Regions from separate parts of the Hordeum vulgare genome. Here all the other regions are linked to region 4. A link is a contact called in public Hi-C data. All regions are on one chromosome and are shown on one strand. The core of a region is the stretch at or near the end of the contact, and the rest is flanking DNA. Distances in the headings are between cores, read along the strand shown. Region 1 has its middle 140 kb from the start of LOC123441724. Region 2 has its middle 220 kb from the start of LOC123441724. Region 3 holds the start of LOC123443716. Region 4 holds the start of LOC123439900.

Region 1 (2,709 bases), core at 135-2,634, 870 kb before region 4:
TCGGTACGCTGCAAACCAACTTGTAGTTGGATGGTTAGGAGGATTGTAGAATCCCCTGTCCTTCAGAGTTCAAGTCCTAGACTTGACATTGGTACTTGCATTTTTTTTAAATTTATTTCAAAAAAAGACCCCTCGGTACGCTAGACAGGTTTTCACCATATTTAAGGCCCATGGAAATGAGGCGATTGCAATCCGCGTCTGATTTCACGGCCTAGGTTTGGAAAAGTGCTCGACCGTACCTGATACCAGAGGTACTACTAGCGTGACGATTATATCTGGCTTACACCGAGTTCTATAGTACGCTCGCGTGAAGATTTCTTCTTTGCGCTAGAGAGATTTTGGGTCGGCCACCTTTTCGTACGTGGCACGTGCTGCGGATCTACCGACTGATTTCCTAGAGAAATCAGTTGGATTCTGGCCATCGGATTTTGCGTTCGTCATCGTTGAATTCAGTCAACACCATATCGCGGGGTCGTTCCCTTGTCTCATCGCTGCCGCAACAGAGAAGTAACCAAAGCAAGTTCACCATAGGAAGCAGCGCCGCCCAGCTTGCAGCAGGAGCTGCACCCCTCGTCGGCGCATAGGGATGCTCCACCGACGATCATCGACAACGCTTCACTGCAGCCCCAAACACCAGCGTGGCTCGCGCTCCATCGTAGCATTGGACATCGCCGTCGATGATTCAGTGCAGTGCTGACGCTGCTGCGGCGTTGCTCCACCAGTGCTTCATCGCAACCCCCGTCGGCCGCCGGCATCGATGCCATGCTCCATAGCACCACCTTGATGGCTGCCGGCAAAAAAGAACTTCACTTGAACGCCACCCGCCGTGCGGTGGTGCTTCATGGCCGCACTACTGTCATCGTTGAAGCTCCATCACAACATCGAGGCGATCGCCGGCGAAAGCTTCACTGCAGTGCCGCACCGCTGCCCCGTTGAAGCACCGCCTCAACACCGAGGAGGTCGCCGGTGAAAGCTTCACTACAACGCCCCATCGTGCGGCGGAGCTCCATGGCCGCACCGCTGCCCTGTCGAAGCTCCATCGCAGCACCACGATAGTCGTCGATGAAATCTTCACTGTAGCGTGCCATCGCTCGGCGGAGCTCCGTGGCCGCACCATTGCCTCATCGAAGCTTCATCGCAGCACCTTCGATGGTTGCCGACAAAAAATCTTCACTGCAACGTAACACCGGGGGGCGGTGCTCCAACGCAGCGCGACGGCGATGGCGGATGCTCCAACGCAGTTGTGCAGCGGAGATGCATGAGGAGCTGTCGTCGTCCTCCTCCATTAGTTCGGAGCAGCAGGAATGCCTGTGTGTGAACGTGTGTGAAAGAGAAATGGGAAAGGTGAAAAGGTAAAGGAAAAGGGATGAGTGGCGGAGTGTGCATGAAGATAAGGTTGGACGTAACGGGTCAACAGGGACACGTGTTCACGAGGGGGCGCGGCTTACGTTCTCTTGTTTTCATCCGGTTGATAATAAACCTTTTCCTTCATACATTTGTTCGCTTGCTCGCGTCACTAGCTCCATGGTGGCTACATTCGCTTTGACTTTTTTCTGCTATTTTGTTTTCATTTCGGTTTTCTTAGTTTCTCTATTGTTTTTTCCTTTCCTTTGTTATTGCACTTGTTTTCTTCATTTCTTTCTTGTTTTTACTGGTTTTTATTTTCTTTACTTTTTGGTTTTCTTAAGCTTTTTTTTGTTTCTTTCTCTGTTTTCTCCTATTTGCTTGTTCTTTGTTTCTATGTATTTTATGCACAATTTTTTTCTTTGGTTTTTATATTTTATTTGCTTATATTTTTTTCTTCTATGATTTTTTTCTGTTTCTTAATTATACTTTGGTTTTCTTTACGTTTCTTCATGCCTTCCATCATTTCCTTAAACATATGTCCAGTTTTTTCAGTGCATAGTGCATATTTCCAATGCATGAGTGAAACAATTTTTTTTATTGACACTGTATATTGCCTGAATACACGATGTACATTTTTTGGTAAACACATGTTATGAAACATTTTTTGAATCTATTGTAAAATAGTTTTTGAAATACACACTGAACATTTACTTAATGGCAATAAACCTTTTTTCCAACCTACGAGCACATCTTTCTACATTGCATATACAGTTTTTAAATTCTCACGAACATTGTTTTTCAAAACACGTGAATATTTCCTTTAAAATGTCACACACATTTTCGTAATGGTAATAAACATTTTTTATGTTTTATAAATGTCACAAACATTAATTCGAAACAAGAGAGTATTTACTCAAAATGGCATGTACATTTTATAATATTACGAAAAATAGTTTATACTTCTTAGGGGAAACCATTATTTTATACTTGTCAAAGATTCTTTAATATTCCATACACATTTGACATACAATTTTTTGAAACGCACAAACATCTTAATAATGTGACGAACATTTTTTCTGAAAGATATCAACATTTTTTTAATTGTATAACAATTTTATATTGTATTCACATTTTTTAAAATTCATTTTTAATGTAATTATGTTTAAAATATATATCCATTTAGAATATAGAAAATAAAAAATACCATGACGTGAGCGTGGCGAACCCTCGTCCTATTGGACTGACCGACCAATGGCCTCACTAGAAGCTCCACGCGGGTGGGGCTTCCTACCGCCTCCCTATAAGGGAGGCATAGGTCCGCCCTTAATAGTAGTGCTATCGTGTGTGGATCTCTTGTTCTTT
Region 2 (2,700 bases), core at 151-2,650, 800 kb before region 4:
CCAACCAACGCCTTAGTGTTTTGAAAATTTTGAGCACCACTTCTTATTTTCTGTTCTGGACAAGATTTGCAGTTTGCACTGCAACCATATTATTTTCTTACCCAAAGCTTTTGAAAATTTTACTACTTACACAGGACCCTACAAAACCCATAAGTCGAGAGTTTCAGCCCGAGTGGAATTGTTTGAGATCATGTTATAACATCATTTTGTTTGTGTCCAAGAATGCACTTTTGCAAAAATTTCACTAGGAAGTTTCTGTTTTGCAAAAATAAACCTAGCCATCTCTGTTAGCTTCCAAGGAAATCTCAACCTGGAAAATTTGGTGGCTAACAAGAATACCTAGAGGCCCCTGGCATTTTACCAAACACTCTAGGTGCATGACCTGAACTGGCATACTTTTTAAACTGCATTCTGGAAATTCTTTCCCTGCCAAACCAACATGTCCATGAGAGCTTGAGTAACAAGCCTAGCCATCCTATTAAGTCACACCTCAAACCAAATCCTCTAGCCTATAGTGGCATTTGGTCGAACACCTACCGTACACACCCAGAGCACGCCGAGAGCGCTCGTTTTGCATGTGTTGTGAAGTAGACGCCGCGCCCACCTGCACTGTTTCCAGTCTCACCCATGCACTGGCAGCGTGCATCTCCTCATTGCTGACACTTCTGGCACTTGCTGCACCTCCTGCAACCGTGCTGGCAGCCGATGCCAGCAACGGCTGCCCCGGCGAGTACACCACCGCCCGAGCCACCTCTACTCACTAGCTCCCCCTGCATCCAAAGCCATCGAGTCCGCTAGCCAGACAGCCAGCCGGAATCCTGTTTGACCCCCTGCGTCGCCGCGAGTCCCTGTAGTTCCACACGCGGTCGGCCGGCTTTCTTATCGCCATCGCCTCAGACCGACCTCGAGGCCCTATAAGTAGATGCACCCCGAGCCCTTCTAGCCATCGCAACCCTTCCTCGTAGCCATAGCAAGCCTTCTCTTGCCCCAATTCCGCCCGAGTCCGTCTCGTTCTCCACCGACTGTAGCTTCGGCCTCCGCCATTCTCGACTAAATTTGAGCGAACTAGAGCCCCTCCCTGCCTCTCTCCTTCTACGTTAGAACCCCCATGACCCCATGGACCCATTTCCCCCTCCAGTTTGGCAGCAGAGCCGCAGTGAGCAAAGCTTGCTCCATGACCGAAGCTCGGTCCGCCATTTCCAAGGTCGTACACAACCCAAAACTCTCCAACCATGAGTTCCCCCTCCATGCGGTGCGGGTAGTTCCCTTGAGCGCATGGATGGGCCTGGCATTGAGGGTGGTGTCGCGTGGCGCTGCAAATCGTCGCCGGACTCGCCATGTTCTCTGTCCAGGCGCCCACGGAGGAGGGAGATGAATCCGACAGGTGGACCCCACCTACCGGTGAGCCAACTGTTACCCCAATGGCGCAGTTGAGCCGATGTGCCGTCCCTCTAAGTAAGCACACTGAGGTAAGTGCGTTTTCGTAGCCGGAAAGAATATTTCAGCTGAAACGTCTTCTTTTGCTGATTTGTTTTTAAGACAAAACTTTGACTAGATTTTGACTAGCCCTAGTTTCAAAAATAATAGTACAAATGAGTTGATTATTTTTCTTACCTCTTTCAAATTTCATCTAGTTTATTTTAGTGTTTATTTGAAAATTTTCAAAGACAACTTTCTATACCGTTTTTAAATTGTGTGTTAATTAGAATCAAACTAGGCTATGGAGAGAGGAGAAAAACTTCAAAAGTTTTGGAGTGCAGCCTACTTCTCTACACTTGGAAGGCAAGCATTCCGAACCTACATATATCTGGGTTGTGTGTGGGTTGCTTGATGATAAAAACATTATGGTTACGTTAAACTAGTGGTGTTATTTCATGTGACAATCATGCAAGTGGCTTAATGATTTAAAAGTCCAATTGTTGCATGATTGAGAAGCATGGGACAACAGTCACATCTTCCTACCACACATGTCTACCTGTTAGGATACGATGAGAGTCGGTGTCTCATGGAAAACACGACCTTGGGACTGACATCTCGTGGGACGAGAGTGGTCAGCGAGGCATGTTGGGGTACGATAGGTAGTGAATCTGTCTGCGGTGATAAAACATTTTGATTGTGCTAATCATGCAAGGAATAATTTAAACCTCCTGAGTCGACCGTAGATCGAGTCTTGTCAGTATCTCACCTTAACCCTTTGTGCTGCCACATGTCTTCCTGAAAGGGAATATGGTTCAGTAGGACGTAAACCAATTACCAGGTACACACCAAGTAGACAGGTCGGGATGAAGGTATCCGGGGCACTGGACTAAATCCAGTCATCCAGATAGGGGGCATGGGTGTTTTCGGTCTGGGACCGAGAGGGGAAGAGCTCTCCTCTTGTAGCGTGCGGTATAAATTTGATCCCATGCTAGTTGACGTGGGAGCCTCTCCATCTTATGGTTTTTCTGTGGCAACGTAGTCCGAGTGATATCGGTCTTCCCAGGAGAAAAATGGGTGTGTACTGGTTCTGAGTGTTTACTTCTAAAATACCGTACGTCGGACAAGTCCGATTGACTATCGAAACCCGTCGGCTGTGGCTAAAGAGTACACCCTCTGCAGAGCCAAAACTATTCGAGTAGCCGTGTCCACGGTCAAGGACGATTGGTTGGTTAGTCAAGTGTCGGTTTGAGTGTCGGTCTTCGGAGAAAGTTAAGAAATCGT
Region 3 (2,700 bases), core at 67-2,566, 810 kb after region 4:
TTCCATGCTGTCTCTCTTGGAGTTGAATCATTCCTCATCACAACATCATCTTCATTGTCGAGGTTGCCATTGCCCCTCCTTCTGGTTTCATCCATGCTCATCCTATTAATATAAGGCACACTTCCATTACCTATAAATTAGAGCAGCAGAAGTAAGCATAAGTATAGTTCAACTTTATTTGCCAAATATGGTAATCTGTTTTAACACACATGCAGCCAAAGTTGATACAGTTAGTTGCAGATTACCACATACAGTTAGTTAGTTAGTAATAATCATGCAGTACAAGAAATTAGATACAGTTGGTTGCACATTACCACATACAGCTAACTACAGGACAAAAGAGGACTACAGATTACCACATACATCTTGACAAAAGAGGACTCGTACAGGATTGACTACAGGATGCCAAATAAACATGCATGTGAAGGATTGACTACCTTGCTCAGCTTGCCGACCTGTAGCAGCTCGAAAGGCAGCTCGTGCGTGAGACGTCGGGGCGCTGCCCGAGCCCTGCATGCGCCGCCTGCTGCCACTGCCGTCGACCTGTTCACACCAGGTGAACTATCTTAACATCTCATTTGTTGACTAACTGAGCAGCAAGATTAGGGGGAGAGAGAGAAGAAGAGGCAGGCCTACCAAATCGAAACACATCAGGACCAAATCGAAACACATCAGGACCAAATCGAAACACATTAGGGGAGAGAGAGAGAAGAAGAAGAAGAACATGGCCCGGGTGAGGAGAATTGTGCATCCATGGCGGCGGGGTGTGGTCCAAGGTCGATGGCGGCGTCCCGAGACGGCCATGGCGTGGGCGCGGAGCAGGCACCCCGTCACGCCACTAAGCAGAATCACGCGCGGCCGAGGACGTACGACGGGGCCGACGGATCTGCGAGCGCCATGGTCGTCGCCTCACCTGCTCGCTCTCCCTCTTCTCTTCCCTTCCCTTCCCTTCTAAAAACGGGAGGGGGGACGTTGCGGGCGGAGGCTGGCCGGAGGAGACGGGCGTGAGGTGCGGCGGCGGGGTGGGGAAGGAGCTTCGCCAGATCCCGTCACCGGAGATGAGGGAGGCGGCGTTGGAGGGGGGACCCGGTGGTGTCCCAATGTTGGAGGGGGTTGGTGGGGTGGGGCGGGAGGGGAACGAGACCGCCACACTGCCACGTGCCGTCACCTTCCCCTTGGGCGCCGTGCGGGTTTGCCGGCCGGCCCTCCGGCGGCGGTGCTGCGGGGAGTTGTGATGGAGGTGGGAACCTGGGCGGCGGGGCGGCGGCGTGGGCGATCGTGAGCGTCGTGGGTGAGGCGTTGAGACGGTGGGAGGACCTGTGGGAAGACTTTTAGCCATAGAAGACGATGTACTAAGGGGTTTTTATTAAACTAATCTGCTGGTTTATCGTCTGGTTTATGGGGGATTGAAAAAAAAATCGGTGGAACGATGGAAAGGCTAGTGGGAGGAGGGGGATCGCTTAAGGCAGTGACGACTCTGGAGAACTGGACACGGACGACAGCGACACGACGAGGGGATTTGACTCTCGTGGATCACGGGGCCTCATCGGCAGGTCAACGCCCCTACTCCGTGCTGCCTCGACTATGGCTGCCTGAATCAACTTGGGATTCATGCTCACCTACATGTGATCTTGTAGTTGCATTGCAAAACACATGGTTAAGTGCTCCTGAAGGGTATGACCAATGAAGCGGCACAAAAGTGCCTCGGTTAACTCGATTTATCATGATGTCATATTCTTTTGTTGCTGCTGATTCTACTAATCAACTGTGATTCTGCAAGTTTTCAGGACGAACGCTGCTAGAGATCAATAAATCCTTCCACGGTGTTCGCAACATTTTGTATGACAGGTCCAGCGACGGGGCATGCCCGAGCTACTGCTCCTGGTGTGGCGTGCTGTGGAACATCAGTGTAAGAAGCTCTCTATTTAAAATATCATGCTCTGTTGCCGGCTGCAATATACGATAACTAACACATGTTCATGTGTGCAATGACAGCAACCTGTCAGGGTTCAATCATGATGGCGAAATCTCATGGCCCACATTGCAATGTATGATGTTACTTGTTACATTGTTTCCTGAAATTTAAATGGTTTCAGATGCGTAATGAGTTTCAGTAACCTGTTTAATATTTTTTGTCATATGTAATTATTTGTAGACGAATGAAAATTCGGGCAAATGACCAATGAGATTGGTGATTAATCTTCTTCTGAGTTCATGCGGTGCTCTAACCCAATAGATGATTTATATTTTTTATGAATGACAAGTGATGGTAATTGATTTCTTTGATGCATAGTTGTTACATTATTTATGTTTTACGCTCCACTTGAAGACTAACGTTTGTATAGTGGCAAAATAAAGATTCTTTTAATGCACACAAGTGAGCTAGAAAAGTTTCCATGCTACTACAGTTTAGCAGTACATGTATGAATCTTGTGGATGAATTCTGAAGTGACAGACCAATTGTACTTATAGGCATCGCTTGGGCATGCAGTCCTAATTTATATTTCTCGACAATTTAATGATGTTATTTCTTTGTCTGCAACAAATAATTATCTATCCATTTAGCTCTATAAATATTTACTTCTTTTCCAGTTCACAATACTTATGTCATCTCCACCTCTATGGAGAGATTCACAAGCAATTATAATTCCTGCATGTTTTTGAAACTATTGAGAAGTCCATTTCTCTTGAGAGCAGAGA
Region 4 (2,700 bases), core at 96-2,595:
GTTGTTGACGGAGCTTCTGCCGTCAAAGCTGATGCTGGACGAGGTGCTGCTCAGCGTCAGCGACGGCTTCGTCCGCTTGGAGCACGGCGCAGCACCGCCGCCGGTGCTGAACGCAATCTGGATGCCGCCATCTCCGGTGCTGGTGGACGCGAGGAGGCTGCAGAGAGGGTTCTCCTGCGACTGGGAGTGCCCGTCGGCCGCCGGGCATGGTGCATCGGCGGCTCTCCTCTTTCTACTTGACCGGCGTTGCCTTTTGGCAGCACCATTGGCTTGGTCCCACTGCCTCGTCGTCCCCGGCGCCTTATTGCCGGTGTGGAAGACGGCCGCATCGACGATGCCGGCGCGGTCAACGGCGGCAGCCGCGCCTTTCGTGAAGGAAGGTGCTGCAGCTGGTACAGTAGCCAACGTGACAGCTCGTGGTGCTGGTACGAGGTCGTAGTCGACAGGCATCCCCATCACGCCCTGATGGCCATGTTGATGCTGCTGTCGCTGCAAGACAATCCCGTCAACCTCCGCGTAGGCAGGCGTGACGGGTCCCGTTCCCGTTCCCGTAGCGCCGAATGCGAGGCCGCCGCCTCCAGCGGCCATCGGCGCCGGGATCGCCTTGCCTCCTCCGCACGGCACCTGGATGCCCTGCAGCTCCATGATCGCGGCCGCTAGCGCCTCGTCCAGCACCAGCCTCTCCAGCACCGTCATGGCGCCGCTCCCGTCCATAACATTAACGACATCACCGGCCGCACCACCGCCGCTGTTCCACGCGATCTCGCTTAGGATCATGTCGTTGCACAAGCCAGGATCCATCTTGCCACCTACAGTAGTTAATAAGAGATCCGGTATATATGAGCTATACATCCAAATCCAAGAAACTAGCCAGCATATATATATATATATATATATATATATATATATATATATATATATATATATGATCTGTGTGAGGCCCATCTGATGAAGCACATGCAACTATCGATCGATCAAATTGCGCGTACGTACCTTTAATCAATGGGACGCAAGTAAGCCGAGGGGAGCACTCTGCCGCTGTTGCTGCTGCTGCTGGTGGCGGTGGTGGTGGTGATGCTAGGCTGGCTAGTGTGCGTGTGGATATATTGGAGCAACAGAGGGAGGAGCATTCGCGCATTAAACACTAGCTCGCTCGAGGAGGAAGATGCTAATGGCGCAATAAGACAAGATGCCTGCAGTGTTGAAGCTACTTTTAAGGCCCTGCGCGCAGCGTGTGTGTGTGTGTGGGGGGGTGTGTGCTACTGCTCTCCTCTCTCTAGCAAAAGGCTGCAGGCCGGAGGGTAAAGCAAGCAGGCTCTTATATATATATAATTATAAAGAGGCAAGCCAAAGAATAGATGGTTGCACCTATGGTGCTGCTGTACTGTACTGTCTAGTGGAGTACATATACTACCTCGATGGTCCTCACACTTGACACACTGTCTGTCTGTACACTGCAGCGATGCACACATCTAGCTATAGCCACACCACAGCTAGCTACTGCCTATTATCACTCACTATGTTGTGTCTCCATATTAATGCTCTTGATTATGTGGGTTCTGAAATATAAGCTTGCTAACATGCATAGGGCTTTTACTTATCGGTTAGCAGGGTACTGGTCTATTCTCATATGTCTAGGGCTGTGTAGGTAGGAGGTAGGGCTCAATTATACAACTACAGTACTACTGGTACATTAATTATGTCATTTTACCTAAAGGTAAAGTTGCCTTATTCCTCCATTCTGAAATATAAAAACTTTTAATGGTTTCACTGAAAGACTATGTATATAAACATGCTTTAGAGTGTAAATTCATTTATTTTGCTTTGTATGTAGTCTCTTGGTGAAATCTCTATAAAAACTAATATTTAGGAAGAGAGGCCGTAATTTGGGTCAGTCGGTTAGGGGAAGAAGGAAGCATGCAACGAGGCGTAGCACCGTCGCCACCGTCGGGTTGAGCGTAGCAAGGCCGTAGCTCGCCACGGGACGCCGGCAAGGCCTCGGACAGGAAGAAGTCATAGCCAGTGACGAGCAGGCAGAGGCGAATGTTAGCAGCATGGGATGCAAGGACGTAGGTGAGCACGGCGATGACTGGTGGTGATGGGAGGGCCGGGGGAAGGCTGGCACGGGAATATCATCGGACGTGGGCTCCGGAGGCGCGCAGGCGGTTAGACAAGCGTTCGGTTTAAGGAAGAGGATGGACAAGGAGATAGGGAGGTTGAAGAACACCACTTTTTGCCCTTCTTTTCTTGCATCAGACTGTCAAGAACAAATCGACTAATTTAATTACTTTATTTCAGTCTGGTGGCCTCTAGGCACTCCATATTTATGTACCAGTGGCGGATCTAGCGTGTAGGCACGGTAGGTTATGACCCATCCAGAATTTAGAAATTTTGTTTAGTACCTACATACTAATTTAGCCCACAAGATTAGGTTGAGTTTTTTTTCCTTAAGGTGTGCACACTCTAGATTTCTTTCCTCGCTCCGTCACCGTTATGTACAGTACTTATGTGTGAGTCCTTCCAATCCTATCATCTAGGATGAGAGATTTCTTTGGATTCTACTCCCTCCGTTTTTAAATATAAGTTTTTTAAAGGTTTCATTAAAAAATTATATACGGATGAATATAAACATATTTTATAATGTAGATTCATTCATTTTGCTTTGTATGCAGTTTTCTAGAAAATCTTTAAAAGGACTTA

The links. Hi-C and Micro-C count contacts between places; a contact is called where the count stands out from the background.
Region 1: a Hi-C map of leaf shows a contact between it and region 4, with 2.1 times the contacts expected there. The contact joins the enhancer-like site here to the promoter of LOC123439900 in region 4. A contact is called at or near these places in 3 of 6 Hi-C or Micro-C datasets (all in leaf).
Region 2: a contact with region 4 is called in a Hi-C map of seedling, with 2.1 times the contacts expected there. The contact joins the enhancer-like site here to the promoter of LOC123439900 in region 4. A contact is called at or near these places in 1 of 6 Hi-C or Micro-C datasets (seedling) and 1 of 1 datasets of contacts at active chromatin or transcription factors (embryo).
Region 3: a Hi-C map of seedling shows a contact between it and region 4, with 4 times the contacts expected there. The contact joins the promoter of LOC123443716 here to the promoter of LOC123439900 in region 4. A contact is called at or near these places in 1 of 6 Hi-C or Micro-C datasets (seedling) and 1 of 1 datasets of contacts at active chromatin or transcription factors (embryo).

What each region holds. Positions count from the first base shown.
Region 1 is chr3H:310,287,772-310,290,480 of MorexV3_pseudomolecules_assembly, forward strand. No RefSeq gene overlaps it. Among protein-coding and RNA genes, the nearest start is that of LOC123441724, 140 kb to the left of the region's middle. Within about 2 kb of position 1,385, at least 2 of the 3 cell types and tissues checked have open chromatin away from gene starts, as enhancers often do. A contact at or near this core is called in leaf, where this site is marked.
Region 2 is chr3H:310,360,016-310,362,715 of MorexV3_pseudomolecules_assembly, forward strand. No RefSeq gene overlaps it. Among protein-coding and RNA genes, the nearest start is that of LOC123441724, 220 kb to the left of the region's middle. Within about 2 kb of position 1,401, at least 3 of the 3 cell types and tissues checked have open chromatin away from gene starts, as enhancers often do. A contact at or near this core is called in seedling, where this site is marked.
Region 3 is chr3H:311,973,075-311,975,774 of MorexV3_pseudomolecules_assembly, forward strand. It overlaps LOC123443716, which reads right to left and starts at 1,317. Exons shown (of 3, transcript XM_045120213.1): 1 at 637-1,317; 2 at 438-543; 3 at 1-130. The coding sequence starts at 804. It overlaps LOC123443717 (a long non-coding RNA gene), which reads left to right and starts at 1,465. Exons shown (of 4, transcript XR_006630796.1): 1 at 1,465-1,674; 2 at 1,788-1,909; 3 at 1,996-2,048.
Region 4 is chr3H:311,162,595-311,165,294 of MorexV3_pseudomolecules_assembly, forward strand. LOC123439900 reads right to left here and starts at 1,346. Exons shown (of 2, transcript XM_045116522.1): 1 at 994-1,346; 2 at 1-809. The coding sequence starts at 1,138.